Linked DNA regions of Pan troglodytes: region 1 is linked to region 2. A link is a contact called in public HiChIP or PLAC-seq data. All regions are on one chromosome and are shown on one strand. The core of a region is the stretch at or near the end of the contact, and the rest is flanking DNA. Distances in the headings are between cores, read along the strand shown.

Region 1 (6,878 bases), core at 1,721-4,220, 290 kb before region 2:
TCACATTTTCTTCACTTGTTTTATGAAAACCAAACTCCTAAAATAGACATTGTAGAACAAGACAAACTGGTAGTATAAAAGCCAAGCTCCTAACAATAAATCGTATTACAATGAAAATATCTCCATGACAAAACTTCTGAGCAGAAATGGATTTACTGTAGATAATTCACTTGTAATTAGGAGCAGACTATTACTAAAACTACTAGAGTCCTTCTTTTTCAGGTTCGTTTTGTTGCTCAGTTGCTTTTTTATTTTTTGAAACAGGGTCTCGCTTTGTTACCCAGGCTGGAGGGCAGTGGCGCCATCTGGGCTCACTGCAGCCTCAACCTCCCGGGCTCAAGACATCCTCCCACCTCAGCCCAAGTAGCTGGGACTACAGATGCCTGCCCACACGCCCAGCTAATTTTTCGTATTTTTTTGTAGAGACTGGTTTTTGCCATGTTGCCCAGGCTGTCAGTTGTTTTCTAAAAACTTACTTTAGAATCTCTACTTAAGGAAAAAGAAAAACTACTACTCTATAGCATAATTTCAGATAGATGCTCCAATGTGGATTTACCTCATACTCAATGTTTTGTTAGTCTTGTTCTCCTTAATACTACTTCTGATTGCTGTATTTATATAGTTGGACCATAATGAGTTAAAAAATATCCTTGAGTAATACTTGACTGTATTTTGCATATACACACACGATCACTATTGCTTAATATATTGCTTATAACACTATTTTACAGGCACGATCTAAAACAAGTTACTCATGATGATGACTGAAAAAAGTGTCACAGTTCCTCTCCCCTGAAGCTTTCAATGGTGCCTGAATGAAAATTCATTTCAGAATTGCAGATTATATGCATACTATGAAAATTTCCCTTTATCTTACCCTCCATATAAATGTTCTACTTTTTTTTTGAGACTGAGTCTCACTCTGTCGCCCAGGCTGGAATGCAGTGGTGCGACCTCGGCTCACTGCAACCTCTGCCTCCCAGATTCAAGCGATTCTTCTGCCTCAGCCTCCCGAGTAGCTGGGACTACAGGCGCGTGCCACCACGCCCAGGTAATTTTTTGTATTTTTAGTACAAACGGCGTTTCACCGTGTTAGCCAGGATGGTCTCGATCTCCTCACCTCGTGATCCACCCGCCTCGGCCTCCCAAAGTGCTGGGATTACAGACGTGAGCCACCGCGCCGGCCAGTTTTGTTTTTTTAAAAAATAACACAGGACTTACTGATTTAGCCTTCTGGGTTCTCCCTTGGGGATGTCACTTTCACTGGCCTCCTTAACTTGACAACCCTTGTTGTATTCGTGACACAAGAAAACACTCACCTGAACCCTGTTGTCTTTTCATTTTTATTTATTTACGTATTTATTTTGCTATGTTGCCCAGGATCTCTTGAACCCCTGGGCTCAAGTCATCCTCATACCTCAATCTCCTGGGTAGCGTACGCCACTTCCAGCTGAACCTTTTTAAAGAAGAAGGTGTTCTAACAACAATTATTGTATGCCTACTCTGAAGACCCAAAGAAAGCCAGCACAGCAATATCTGCATAGGTCAACTGAAGTATTTAGGTATCTTGTTACTCATTTGTAAAACGTGAAAAACACCTGTCATAGAGAATTTGTAGGGAATTAAATATGGTATGCGTGTAAAGGTGCTTAGTGGTGTCCAGTACAGTTAATACTCAATAATCATGCTTTTACTATTATCAGTAAATACTGCTAATATGTATAATACCACCATCAACAACGACTTAGCATCTAAAGCAAAGGCAGATACTTTATTTCCCACCGCGGCAGAACAGATATTATTAAATTGAAATCACCACACAAAATACATGATCTCGTTCGAGCAATAAATGATGACCTGGCGCTCTTGAGAGTGTATACATTAATACATTATCTTTTAATGTAATACCATTTACAAAGACCTAGGAGTCAGAACCCAAGGTATTCTCTACACTACAAAGACACCCAAAGGAAAAATGAGATGAGGAGTGAAAAAAAGAGAAAGCAAAAGAGGAGGCAAAAAGAGAAAACGAAAACTTAAAAATAACCCAACTGGAATTGACTCAGTATTTACAATAAAAAAGAAACGTACCTAATCCATTAAAAAAAGCTTAAAAGCCCCAAATTCCAACACCATAAAGAGACTATCTTTTAAGGACAGACAAAACGAGAGGAGAGATTTTGCTCAATATTCTCTTATGTAAAATGTGGTGAAAATAAGTATAGAAGTCTATGAAGAATCACTTTAACTACTTAGACACTAGTCAGACACCTCCCTCCCCACGCCCCAGTCGCATCCTCAAAGTCATGAAAAATGTCAGAATTCGCATTGGCGCTAACCCTTTGGGCGCACCACAACCCGAGAAACGAAACGAGGGTGCACCCCAGAAGAAACTTAACATTCACGGGTAAGAGACGAGGGGGTGGGACCAAGCTGGCGGCAGATCCCAGGAGTTTGGGGAGCTGCAGAAGTCGGGGACGCTCGCTCCGCAACTCGGAGGCGCAGTCCTGGGGAGCCTGCGACCTGCACGAGGAACGTGCGGGGTGAAGTAGTGTGTCCAGGCACGGACGTAGGACCCCGGCCGCCCCGCACTCACAATTCTATCATCCAGTCTCCTTCCAGCAGTTCTCTCCAGTTCTCGTCCGTGATGACGCGAACGTTGCTCCGCCGCCCGTGCGTCCAGGGAGCACCCCAAAGCAACAGCACCAGGACTGCCAGGGGAACTGCAAGACTCCCGGAGGGCGCCATTTCCGCCGCTTGCCCACCTCACAGCGAGCGCGGCGGCCCCTCCCTCCGGTCGCAGCTCCCACTTCCGCCCTCGCGGGTTGCTCAGCGCAAGCGCACTACGGTGCTGCGAGGAGCGCCTGTCTAGAGGACTCTCAATGCGCATGACAGGGGTCTGATCCCAGTGGGTGGTGAAGTCGGGAAAGAGGGAAGAACGCCTCTCCGCAATGCGCATGACAGAAAAGCGGCTTCTTCTACCGCCTAGGGTGCCCCAATATTGTGGGGGAAGGAACAGAGCAAAAGGAGGCGTGGTGTAAAAAGTGGGGCGGTGCTTTGAGGAAGAACGGCTTAAAAGACGCTCCCAGGATTTTGGCGCCAAATGGTTAGCGTTTACAAGCAAATTGGTAAGTTTATAATGTGCTAAAGCAGTTTTCCAATTAAATGTCCTTCAGAGTTCTCATTTGTTTTCTTTGAAACATGTAGTAAATCTAATGGATTTTATAGGAGTCGGAATATTGGTTTACTTCTGAGAGATTATAGACAGGGAAGGTGCAGAGGAACATTATGGTTATGTTGGATGTGTTGGAGGTGTTCAACATCTAGATATGAACAGTAGTTACATGGGCGTACGTATATGATTTTTTTAAAAAGAGGATCAAGCTGTACATTTTAAGACAGTGCACTTTATGCACTTTCAGGTGTATGTTATCTCTCAAAAAAAATTCAGTAGGTACAGAGATCCTAGGTCAGTACTTCAAAATGGAACCAGACACATAGGCTTGTAACATATTTGAGTTTTTTCTCTCAAACATTCGTAAATACAAATGCAAACCAAAATGTGCACTGCCCCATCAGTCAAATGAAAATAGTTGCAGATGTGGTGGCTCACACCCGTAATCCTAGCAAAACAGGGAGGCCAAGGCAGGCGGATCACTTGAGGTCAGGAGTTTGTGACCAGCCTGACCAACATAGTGAAACCCCGTCTCTACTAAAAATACAAAAATTAGCCAGGCGTGGTGGCAGGCGCCTGTAGTCCCAGCTACTCAGGAGGCTGAGGCAGGAGAATCGCTTGAACCCGGGAGGCGGAGGTTGCAGTGAACCGAGATCATTCCACTGCACTCCAATCTGGGCTATAGAGAGAGACTAAGTCTCAAGGAAATAGTTGCCACTATCTTACCTCACCTTTTCAACTTAACTAACCCCAGTTGGTCCCATTCCCCACCCCTCCACTGAATAGCCCTCTCAAGGACACCAGCGACCAGCAAGATAAATCCCAATTGTTTCTTCTCAATGCATCTAGCATGACTCCTAGCCCCATTCTACCACACCCTTGAAACACTTTACTATCTTGCTGTCTGGGCAGCTCGCTTTTTTTTCTGTCCTACACTAGCTGATTCTTCTCAAACTTCTTGGCTGGTCCTCCTTTACTTCCGGACATCGGCATCCCCAGGATGCTTTACTGCCCCCCGCCCCCCATCTCCCGCCACCTTTCTCTTCATATCATCAGGCTCTTATCTTTCTGGGAACTACAGGCATATGTATTCAACTGTATATCATTCAGACTCTGATCTTTCTGGGAACTACAGGCATATGTATTCAACTGTATATCATTCAGACTCTGATCCTTCTGGGAACTACAGGCATATGTATTCAACTCCTTGCTAAACATCTCTTGGGTATGTAATAGCTGGTGAAAGGAAAAGAAATCTTGGGGCCCCAAAATCATTAAGCTAAAGGGAAAAGTCAAGCTGGGAACTGCTTAGGGCAAACCTGCCTCTCATCCGTCTTCTCACTGAGATAAATGCATATCTGATTGCCTCCTTTGGAAGGCTAATCAGAAACTTAGAAGAATGCCACCATTTGTCTCTTACCCACCTATGACCTGGAAGCCCCTTCCTGGCTTCGAGTTTGTCCCGCCTTTGCTTTGAGTTGTCCCACCTTTCCAGGCCAATACAATGTTCATCTTACATATGTTGATTGATGTCTCATGTCTCCCTAAAATATATAATATAAAATCAAGCTGTGCTCCACCCACCTTAGGCACATGTCCTCAGCACCTCCTCAGGCTATGTCATGGGCACGCATTCTTAATTTTGGCAAAATAAACTTCCTAAATTGACTGAGACCTGTCTCAGATTTTGGGGGTTCAGAAGCTCAAACATCAAACAGCCAAAAAAGATAATTCTTGATTCTTCCTCTGCTGGTCTTCCATCCACTAAAGAGCCCCGAGGTTCGCCAGGTTTCTCTAGCCAAACATGTACGTGTTAATTCTTTATTGTTCTCTCTCTTCACCTTCTCCTCTTGTAACCTATGAGCAAATCTTGTAAACGTTACCTTCAAAACGTATCCTGAATCTGACCACCAATTTCCATCTCAACAGCCAACACCCTAGTCCAGAGTTTTCTTGCCTTGAGTACAATGAGAACTTCCTAAATTTGTGAGAAAATAAATTTATATTGTTTAAGCCACCCAGTCTATGATATTTTATTATGGCAGCCCAAGCTAAGACACTAGACCTCCATTACAATGTTGAATAGAAATGGCAAGAGTGGCCAAACATACTTATCTTGTTCCTGTTCTTAGGAGAAAAGCATTGTCTTTTACCACTAAGTATGATGTTAATGTGAATTCTAAATAGTTGCCTTTTATACAGGTGAGGAAGTTTCCTTCTATTCCTAGAAGGTCGTCTGTTTTTATCTTGAAGAAGTGTTGAATTTTGACAAATCCTTTTTCTGCATTTATTGAAATGACCATGTGGTTTTTGTTCTTTACTCTATTGATATGGTGTGGTTTTTTTCGTTTTTTTTTTTTTTTTGAGACGGAGTCTTGCTCTGTCATTAGGCTAGAGTGCAGTGGTGTGATCTCAGCGCACTGCAACCTCCGCCTCCTGGATTCAAGCAATTCTCTTGCCTCAGCCTCCCGAGTAGCTGGGATTACAGGCAGGTGCCACCACGCCCAGGTAATTTTTATATTTTTAGTAGAGACGGGGTTTCACCATGTTGGCCAGGATGGTCTCTTTCTCTTGACCTCATAATCTGCCTGCCTCAGCCTCCCAAAGATACAGTGTATTACATTGATTGATTTTGGGACATGAAATCAACCTTGCATTCTTGGTATAAATCCCACTTAGCCATGGTGTATAATTCTTTTTATATGTTGCCACATTCAGTTTGCTAGTATTTTGTTGCATATTTTTACGTCTATATTCCTTAGAGATATTGGTCTGTAGTTTTCTTGTAATGTCTTTGGTTTTGCTATCAGGATATAACTGGCCTCGTAAAATAAGCTGGGAAGTGTTCCCTCCTTTTCTATTTTTTGGAAGTGTTTGTGAAGAATTTGTATTAACTCTTCTTTAACTGTCTGATAGAGTCTAGCAGTGAAGTCACCTAGGCCTGGGCTTTCCTTTGTAGGTAGCTTTTAAATTACTAATTCAATCTCTTGTTATAAGTCTACTATGATTTTCTATTTCTTCTTGAGTTGGTTGTGGTAGTTTGCATCTTTCTAGGAATACGTCCATTTCATGTAAGTTGTCTAATTTGTTGGCCTAACGTTGTTCATAGTATTATAATCCTTTTTATATCTGTAACATTGATATTAATGTCCTCTCTTTATTGCTGGTTTCAGTAATTTGAGTCTTCTTTCTTTTATTTATTGGTCAGTGTTATGGTTTGGATATGGTTTGAGTTTGTCTCCATCAAAACTCATGTTGAAATTTGATTCCCCGTGTGATGGTGTTGGGAGGTGGGGCCTATTGGGAGGGATTTGAATAAAGGGGGTGGATCTCGTGAATGGCTTGGTGCTGTTCTTTTTTTAAAAAAATATATAGGGTATCTCTCTGTCACTCAGGCTGGGGAGAGATGGTGCAATCATGACTCACTACAACCTCAAACTCCTGGTCTCAAGTGCTCCTCCAGTTCAGCCTCCCAAGTAAAGGTGATAGCCTCAATGCTGGCCCTGGTGTTGTTCTCATAGTGAGTGAGTTCTCACTCTGATGAGACTGGATTAGTTCTCTTGGGAATGGATTAGTTCCCTTGAGAATGGGTTGTTATAAAGCCAGGATACCCCTTAGGTTTTCTCTCTTTGCACTTGTCCGCTTCCCTTTTGACCTTCTGTGCCATGTTATGACCCAGCACAGAAGACCTCACCAGAAGCCA
Region 2 (7,166 bases), core at 393-2,892:
TCTTAATTCAGGGTATTTCTGGCCCCATCCAGATCCAAACTCTAATGCTCATCTCTTCCATAAATACTGTCCTTTGCAGGTCATCGGTATTGCAAGAGTTGCATAAGGCCCAATTCAGTCTCTGCCCCAAAAGCTCAAGTCCAAACTTCAGAATCTGGGAGGACAAGGATTCAGGAAATTTTGTCAGACCTATGAGCTTTGAACTTTCACTTTTATGGTGAGGGTCACATTTGGTCTGAATCAATTAATCCATTACCCCCCCCACCACCACCACCACCACCACCACCATGTGTGAATTCAAAATAATCAACTTGGGTTTATTATAAAAAGCAAAATATATTAATATAAGTATACTAAGATTTTTCTAGAAAACTTGGCCGGGCACGGTGGCTCACGCCTGTAATCCCAGCACTTTGGGAGACCGAGGAGGGCGGATCACAAGGTCAGGAGATCGAGACCATCCTGGCTAACACGGTGAAACCCCGTCTCTACTAAAAATACAAAAAATTAGCCCGGCGTGGTGGCGGGCGCCTGTAGTCCCAGCTACTCGGGAGGCTGAGGCAGGAGAATGGCGTGAACCTGGGAGGCGGAGCTTGCAGTGGGCCGAGATCGCGCCACTGCACTCCAGCCTGGGCAACAGAGTGAGGCTCTGTCTCAAAAAAAAAAAAAAAAAAAGAAAGAAAGAAAGAAAAAAAAGAAAGAAAAGAAAAAGGAAAAAGAAAACTTACGTCTGGCAATGGACTGTTTCTAAAATAATGTATTAATACTACTTAATGAGGAAGAAAAAACCTCTGACATCCTAAAATGCCAAGTGTTTGCCTTTACCAAGGTTTAAGCACACATAAACACGCATATTCAAATACCACCCAAAGTGGAGGTGCAAAGATCAGTCTGTACCGCACAGTAACACAGACTGGGTTGTTTTTTGTAAAGAAGGCAACTAGTCCAGTGAGTAATCCCTTCATTTTCCACACACATACCCTTCTGTTTTCTCCCCCTCCTCCCCCCACACCCTCCACTGCAGTTAAAACGTAATTCGAAGAAGAAGCCTAAGGTAAAAGCCCCTGCCGCATAATGAGCTTAGAGCTTCACCTCACCTACTCTGATTCTTAGTAACCTACCTCTAAGGATGAGCGACAGGGTGCTACGAGCGGGGCGAACTTTGGTCTAGGAGTTAAGAAACCTGAACCCTGGAGTCCTCAAAAAAATGAATGAAAATAACAGAGGCGCCCTGAGGATCCAAGCTGGGGCGGTGCCAAGGGCTGGCAAGTGAGGTTGGGACAACAGAAGTCAAACGTGCCGTCCTTCCAGATCCCGGCGCTTATGGCGGAAGCCACTCCGGGTGAGAAATCCTAACAGTCATAATGGCATAACAAATAAACATCGGCAAAACAGCAGTCTGCCAACGACGTGCTTCCCTACACAGACGTCCTCCCGTCTCCACACTCTAGAGGGGAGAGGCGGGACAAATGCTGCCTCCGCAGATTTTGGAAATCCGGAAGGGAGCCTCCGAGCCCAGGTCCCGGGCTGGCAGGGGTCTCGCCGGCGCTTGGACCTCGGCTCCCACCCCCGAGCCCACTGCGGCCCCAGAGCCCCGGGAGGGGCCGGGCACTTCCTCTGCCCTCCGGCCTGGGGCAGGGGCCGGGAGGCGGTGGGAGTGCAGCCGGGACGGCACCGCCCGAGGGGGCGGGCCCCAAACTTTCGTGCTGGTTGAAAGCTGCTGGCGCGGCGGGGCGGACTCCACCCCTGCCCGGCAGCCCAGCGCCTCCGGCCGCACATCCAGCTCTCTGCGCAGCCCGCCGCGCAGCCCGCCGCCCCAGCCATGGCGAAGCCCCTGACGGACCAGGAGAAGCGGCGGCAGATCAGCATCCGCGGCATCGTGGGCGTGGAGAACGTGGCAGAGCTGAAGAAGAGCTTCAACCGGCACCTCCACTTCACGCTGGTCAAGGACCGCAATGTGGCCACCACCCGCGACTACTACTTCGCGCTGGCGCACACGGTGCGCGACCACCTGGTGGGGCGCTGGATCCGCACGCAGCAGCACTACTACGACAAGTGCCCCAAGGTAACCGGGGGCGGAAGGGCGGGCCGGGGTCCAGCCCGGAGTCAGAGTCTCCGGCCGCGGCCGGGCGGGACGGGGTGGAGAACCCCTCAGAGTGGTCCCTTGCACCCGGTCCTTGCCCCGAAGTCCAGAGGAGACGTGTCTAGGCTGTGGGCGGGCAGCCTGGGGGACAGATTCGGCCTCCCCACCGACGCCGAACTCGTGTCTCCGAGGTGCCACCCGCCAGTGTCCCGCCCAAACCACTGTGCCGTCAGCCCCTGGAAACTGCCTGGTGGGCAGAAGCCCAGGCCCCTCTCGCCTGTTCACTTCACAAACTTTTTTGGAACTTTGACTCTCAGCATTTAATCAAGAGGTGACGGGGGCCTCTTGTCCTGTATGCTGGACACTGTTCTCTGCCCTGGGCACTCAGCCCTAAACAAAAGGGACAAAAATCTTGCCTTGCTGGAGCTTGGTATTTTGGGAGGGGAGACAAACGCCGAGCTGGGAAAAGGTCGTTAAGTCTCAGGCCTCTGGGAGTGGCTAAGTGTGGTGCAGAGGAGGGGCAGGGTCCCGCTCCAAGCGTAGAGCTCCGCCCACCCATTCTCCTGAGTGGGTGTAGCTCCTGGAATTCCGTGAGTCTTGCGCAAAGGCGGCCCAGGGCCAGGCAATGCCCTGGACTCATACTCCCCGAAGACACACACTCCCCCCACCCTTAGCCCTTCCACCCCCGAGGCCTGCCCCCAGAGCTGCTGAGGAAGGCTGGTCAGGGACCGCCTCCATCCACGGCGTGGGGGCGGGAGCAGAGACCTCGTTAGGGTGATTTTGGACCTACAGAGGGACAATATCTCTGCCTGACAGTTTGCGAAGAGGGCGAGAGGCATTGGGGAAGGACTGGGGAGGGCATGGCACGGAGAGGGATTGTGTGCAGGCTGGAGTGAGGGTGGGTGTGAGTCTCTATTGGGAGAGGAAGCTGGAGAAGCCAGGTGGAGACATATTGGAAAGAATAAAAGATTGGGATACATCCCAGGGGCAGTGGGAAATATATATAAACATTTATTAGAACTTTTTAATTATGTAAAGGTGTGAAGAAGAAAAAAAGGTCTATAATCCCAGTGCCCAAGAAACCCCGTAGGAATTTTTAAGAAAGGAAATAAATGTAAATTCTCATAGTAAGAAATTGCAACTGTAACAGCTTTCAAATGGAAAGTAACTCTTCTTCACCCCAAAGACCTAGGCCTCCACCAAGGTAGCAACTGCTAAAATGTATCCTTAAAAATTTAAATGCACCTTAGAAAACACTTTATGTATACATATATTTACTGTTTTGTTGTTTTGTTTTGTTTTGTTTTGTTTTGTTTGAGACAGAGTCTCACTCTCGCCCAGGCTGAAGTGCAGTGGCGCCATCTTGGCTCACTGCATCCTTCGCCTCCAGGATTGAAGCGATTCTCCTGCCTCAGACTCTCGAGTAGCTGGGACTACAGGCTCCTACCACTACACCTGGCTAAGTTTGTATTTTTAGTAGATACAAGGTTTCACCATGTTGGCCAGGCTGCTCTCAAACTCCTGGCCTCAAATGATCCTCCCTCCTTGGCCTCCCAAAGTGCTGGGATTACAGGTGTGAGCCACCACACTCGGCCACTATCTTTTAAAAATTTATTTACACAAAGGGAATGCTACTAAGTACGCCATACTGCGCCTCTCATTAAAAATTATTTTTAACAATTTTAAGCGGAAGGGTGGGACACTGAGCATATATTAGAAACACACACTCATGCCTCTGTAACATTTAGCATCATAGAGCACCAGAGAATCTTGTATGTTTTTCCTTCAGTGGCTTATGCTGTGCTTTATGGTTTTCCTGGTTCTCCGGCCAGTTTCTTCACTGGGCTGTCCTTTTCTACGTGAGTGCAGGTATAAGCCAGGAATTCCGACGTGTGTAAATTCTGATAGCGATACACTGGGGATTCGACAATGAACATGTTTCATTCCACACGTGCTCATCAAATATCTACTCCATCACAGTCGTCTGTCTAAACAGGATGGTTCCTGCCCTCACAAAGTAGAGCCAGTAGGTGTGTCCAAGCTCCTCTCCCACCTCCCTTGCTCTCCAATAATTGTGCAGATGAATCCCAAATATGGATCCCTAGTCTGAATTCCTTTTCTAACTCTATGCGTACATTTCTGAGTGTTTAGCGAACATATCTAGATATCTTCCTATTTCCTCAAACTCAGCACGTTAAAAACTCAAACCATTATTTTTCCCAATCCTGCCCCATCTTCCGTGTTTTGTTTTGTTTTGTGACAGAGTCTCACTCTGTCACCCATGTTGGAGTGCAATGATGCAATCTTGGCTCACTGCAACCTCCGCCTCTCGGGTTCAAGTGATTCTCCTGCCTCAGCCTCCTGAGTAGCTGGGATTACAGGTGCATGCCACCATGCCCAGCTACTTTTTGTATTTTTAGTAGCGACAGGATTCCACCATTTGGACAGGCTGGTCTCGAACTCCTGACCTGGTGATCCACCCACCTCGGCCTCCCCAAAGTGCTGGGATTACAGGCATGAGCCACCACGACTGGCCTCTGTGTTTTTTGTTTTCATGCCATTGTCATCTTGACAATCCAGACGCAAACTTTATTCTCACTTTTTGCCGTTTAACTGTTTGCCAATTTCTGTTGATTTCTATAGGTTCCCTTGAATGATGTGCTCTCCTCCATTATCTCTTCCTGCCTTGGTGAGGCTCTAGCTACCCATTTGTTGCAGCTGACTTCACGTGGTTATTTTGCTTTCCACAAGTGGTAAAACTGGCAGCCTGAGGCTGAATAAGGATAGCAGACATACTTTGTTGGCCAAGACATTTTTCAGGAGTTTAATTTTTAGCGCCTGTGGTCAGGACTTGCACACTCCATTTCTTAGCCCAGTACTCTTCTTTGTTTTATGTGACCTCAATTACACATTTATTTTCTCTGCCTAGCTCCTGAAGGCATTTGAGTATATGATCCCATCTCATTCTGTGCACTGTGGTCTGCTCAAGCTTCCTAAAACAACACATCTTGCCCCTGCTCAGTTATCATTGGCTCCTCTTGCCTGCCATAGAACTTAAGCAAGTATTCGAAAGCACTTCTCAGTCCAGGTGGGCCTGTTCTTCCCTTGTTATCTTCCATTACCCTCTGTACCCACCTTGCTCTCCCAACAAACCAATCTCCACTCTGGGCCCCTGATTCACTTGCAGTGTCCTTCCTACCACATTTCTGTGCTCAACTCTTGCCTGTCCTGCAAGTCTCAGGTTTATTGACAGGTGTTCCAGAGGTCTTCCCAGAAGTACCCAGGCCCTCTGACTAATGCTGGGGATAAAAATAAAACATACAATTTAAAAATATTTGTTATATCTTTATTTTATTTTACAAGCCTTTTGAAAATATCCACTTTTTACATAAAATACTAGTAATCATAGTACATGCATGTAATTTATAAAGTATATTGGAGATGCTCATATATTTTACTATCAGGCATATGTAACAAATATTTAGAGACCAGTAAGTAAGAGTATGGCCAAGATCTATTTTTTGAAGTCTTATATATTCCCAAATATAAGGAGAGATTACCTCTAAAAAGTTATTTGTGAGAAAACAGGGAATCACCTTACGTTCCTGTCCTTATAAAGTCTGTCATGCAAGGAAGTATTTTCTCATTTACTTTATTCTGAGCAACCACATATTTCTCAAGAGAGACTTTGAAATATTTTTAAGAAGACTTAAGTTCGTGCTAATGTGGAATCATTAAAAAGGAGGCAAATTTAATACAGATGTAGTCATTATTCCTGGGGGTATAACCTCACAATTGCAAGTGTGGAATATATACTATATAAACAAGCTTTTTGTAGATTACTTAAAAGAAAAAGGCAAAACATCATGGTTATAGAGATAATGAAAATACACACATGGAAGGATTTCTTTAAACTGGGTAATACTATGCAAATGGGTATTTGTGGCTGAAGATACTATTACCTGTGACAGCGGTCATCACGTACTAGAGCACCAGCCATTGCCTATGTCTGCCCCAGAGAAGGTACTTTTATCCAATCATTCGAAGGTATCTAATAGCTGGTGAGGGTTCTAGTAACAGCATTATAGACATTCAAACAACTTGGATGAAAACGAAGATGATGTGTTCTGGAAAGCAGTGTTAGGTGGCCCGTTGGGTCATGGATGTTGACCATTTGTTGTGAAATTTAGAACTCAGTTGTTCATAAAAGGAAAATGGGAAAGAATGAAATTTCCAAGTTGACGTTTTCAAATAATATTTTGTTTTAAATATTTGTGTGTAACTAGTATGTTAAATATGATAATAGGCCTTTATTAGACTGAATTCTATTCACAGTTTTTTTTTTTTGATTGGCCAAATTATTATTTTTTCTTTTTTTACTTCTTATCTTATGGAAATGGGGCAATCCCTAAAATTTGAGGTAACCGTATTGGTGCATTTACAGATTTTTGCCATTTTGTTTTGTGTCTAGTAGAGAAGAGAGGATAAATGATTGGAGAATAAGATATTGTAACAGGGGGCAATGAAGTTACTCACTGGTGCTATTTTTTTTTTTAGCTAGTAAACTGTGCTGTATATAAAGAAGGTTTTCAGCAGGTCCGAACTTTGTACCTCTCACCTTCAACTCTGATGATATTTGCCTGACTTTTACCATGTCAAAGGCAAATAATGTCTAAGTCAATAGAGAAATTTCCAATTTCAATAAGAACAAACACCAATAAACCTTAGGTAGTCTTCTTGTTCATAAGGAACTTGCCAGTAAATAGACTTTATAGAAAAATTTGATTCTAAAATTAATTGTAGGCCGGGCGCTTGGCTCGCGCCTGTAATCCCAGCACTTTGGGAGGCCAAGGCAGGCAGATCACCTGAGGTTAGGAGTTCAAGACCAGGCTGGCCAACATGGCAAAACCTTGTTTCTACTAAAAATACAAAAATTAGCTGGGCATGGTGGCAGGCGCCTGTAGTCCCAGCTACTCAGGAGGCTGAAGGAGAATTGCTTGAACTAGGAGACAGAGGTTGCAGTGAGCTGAGATCGCGCCACTGCAGTCCAGCCTGGCCGACAGAGGGAGACTGTGTCTCAATC

The links. HiChIP or PLAC-seq counts read pairs in DNA pulled down with a chosen protein or histone mark.
Region 1: a contact with region 2 is called in an H3K4me3 HiChIP or PLAC-seq map of stem cell-derived excitatory neurons, with 5 times the contacts expected there. The contact joins the promoter of TMX1 here to the promoter of PYGL in region 2. A contact is called at or near these places in 1 of 7 Hi-C or Micro-C datasets (stem cell-derived neural progenitor cells) and 1 of 1 datasets of contacts at active chromatin or transcription factors (stem cell-derived excitatory neurons).

What each region holds. Positions count from the first base shown.
Region 1 is chr15:49,252,030-49,258,907 of NHGRI_mPanTro3-v2.0_pri, reverse strand. It overlaps TMX1 (thioredoxin related transmembrane protein 1), which reads right to left and starts at 2,970. Exons shown (of 8, transcript XM_522851.8): 1 at 2,597-2,970. The coding sequence starts at 2,748. It overlaps TRIM9 (tripartite motif containing 9), which reads left to right and starts at 2,887. Exons shown (of 11, transcript XM_054666555.2): 1 at 2,887-3,128.
Region 2 is chr15:48,956,619-48,963,784 of NHGRI_mPanTro3-v2.0_pri, reverse strand. It overlaps PYGL (glycogen phosphorylase L), which reads left to right and starts at 1,642. Exons shown (of 20, transcript XM_001145433.8): 1 at 1,642-2,065. The coding sequence starts at 1,823.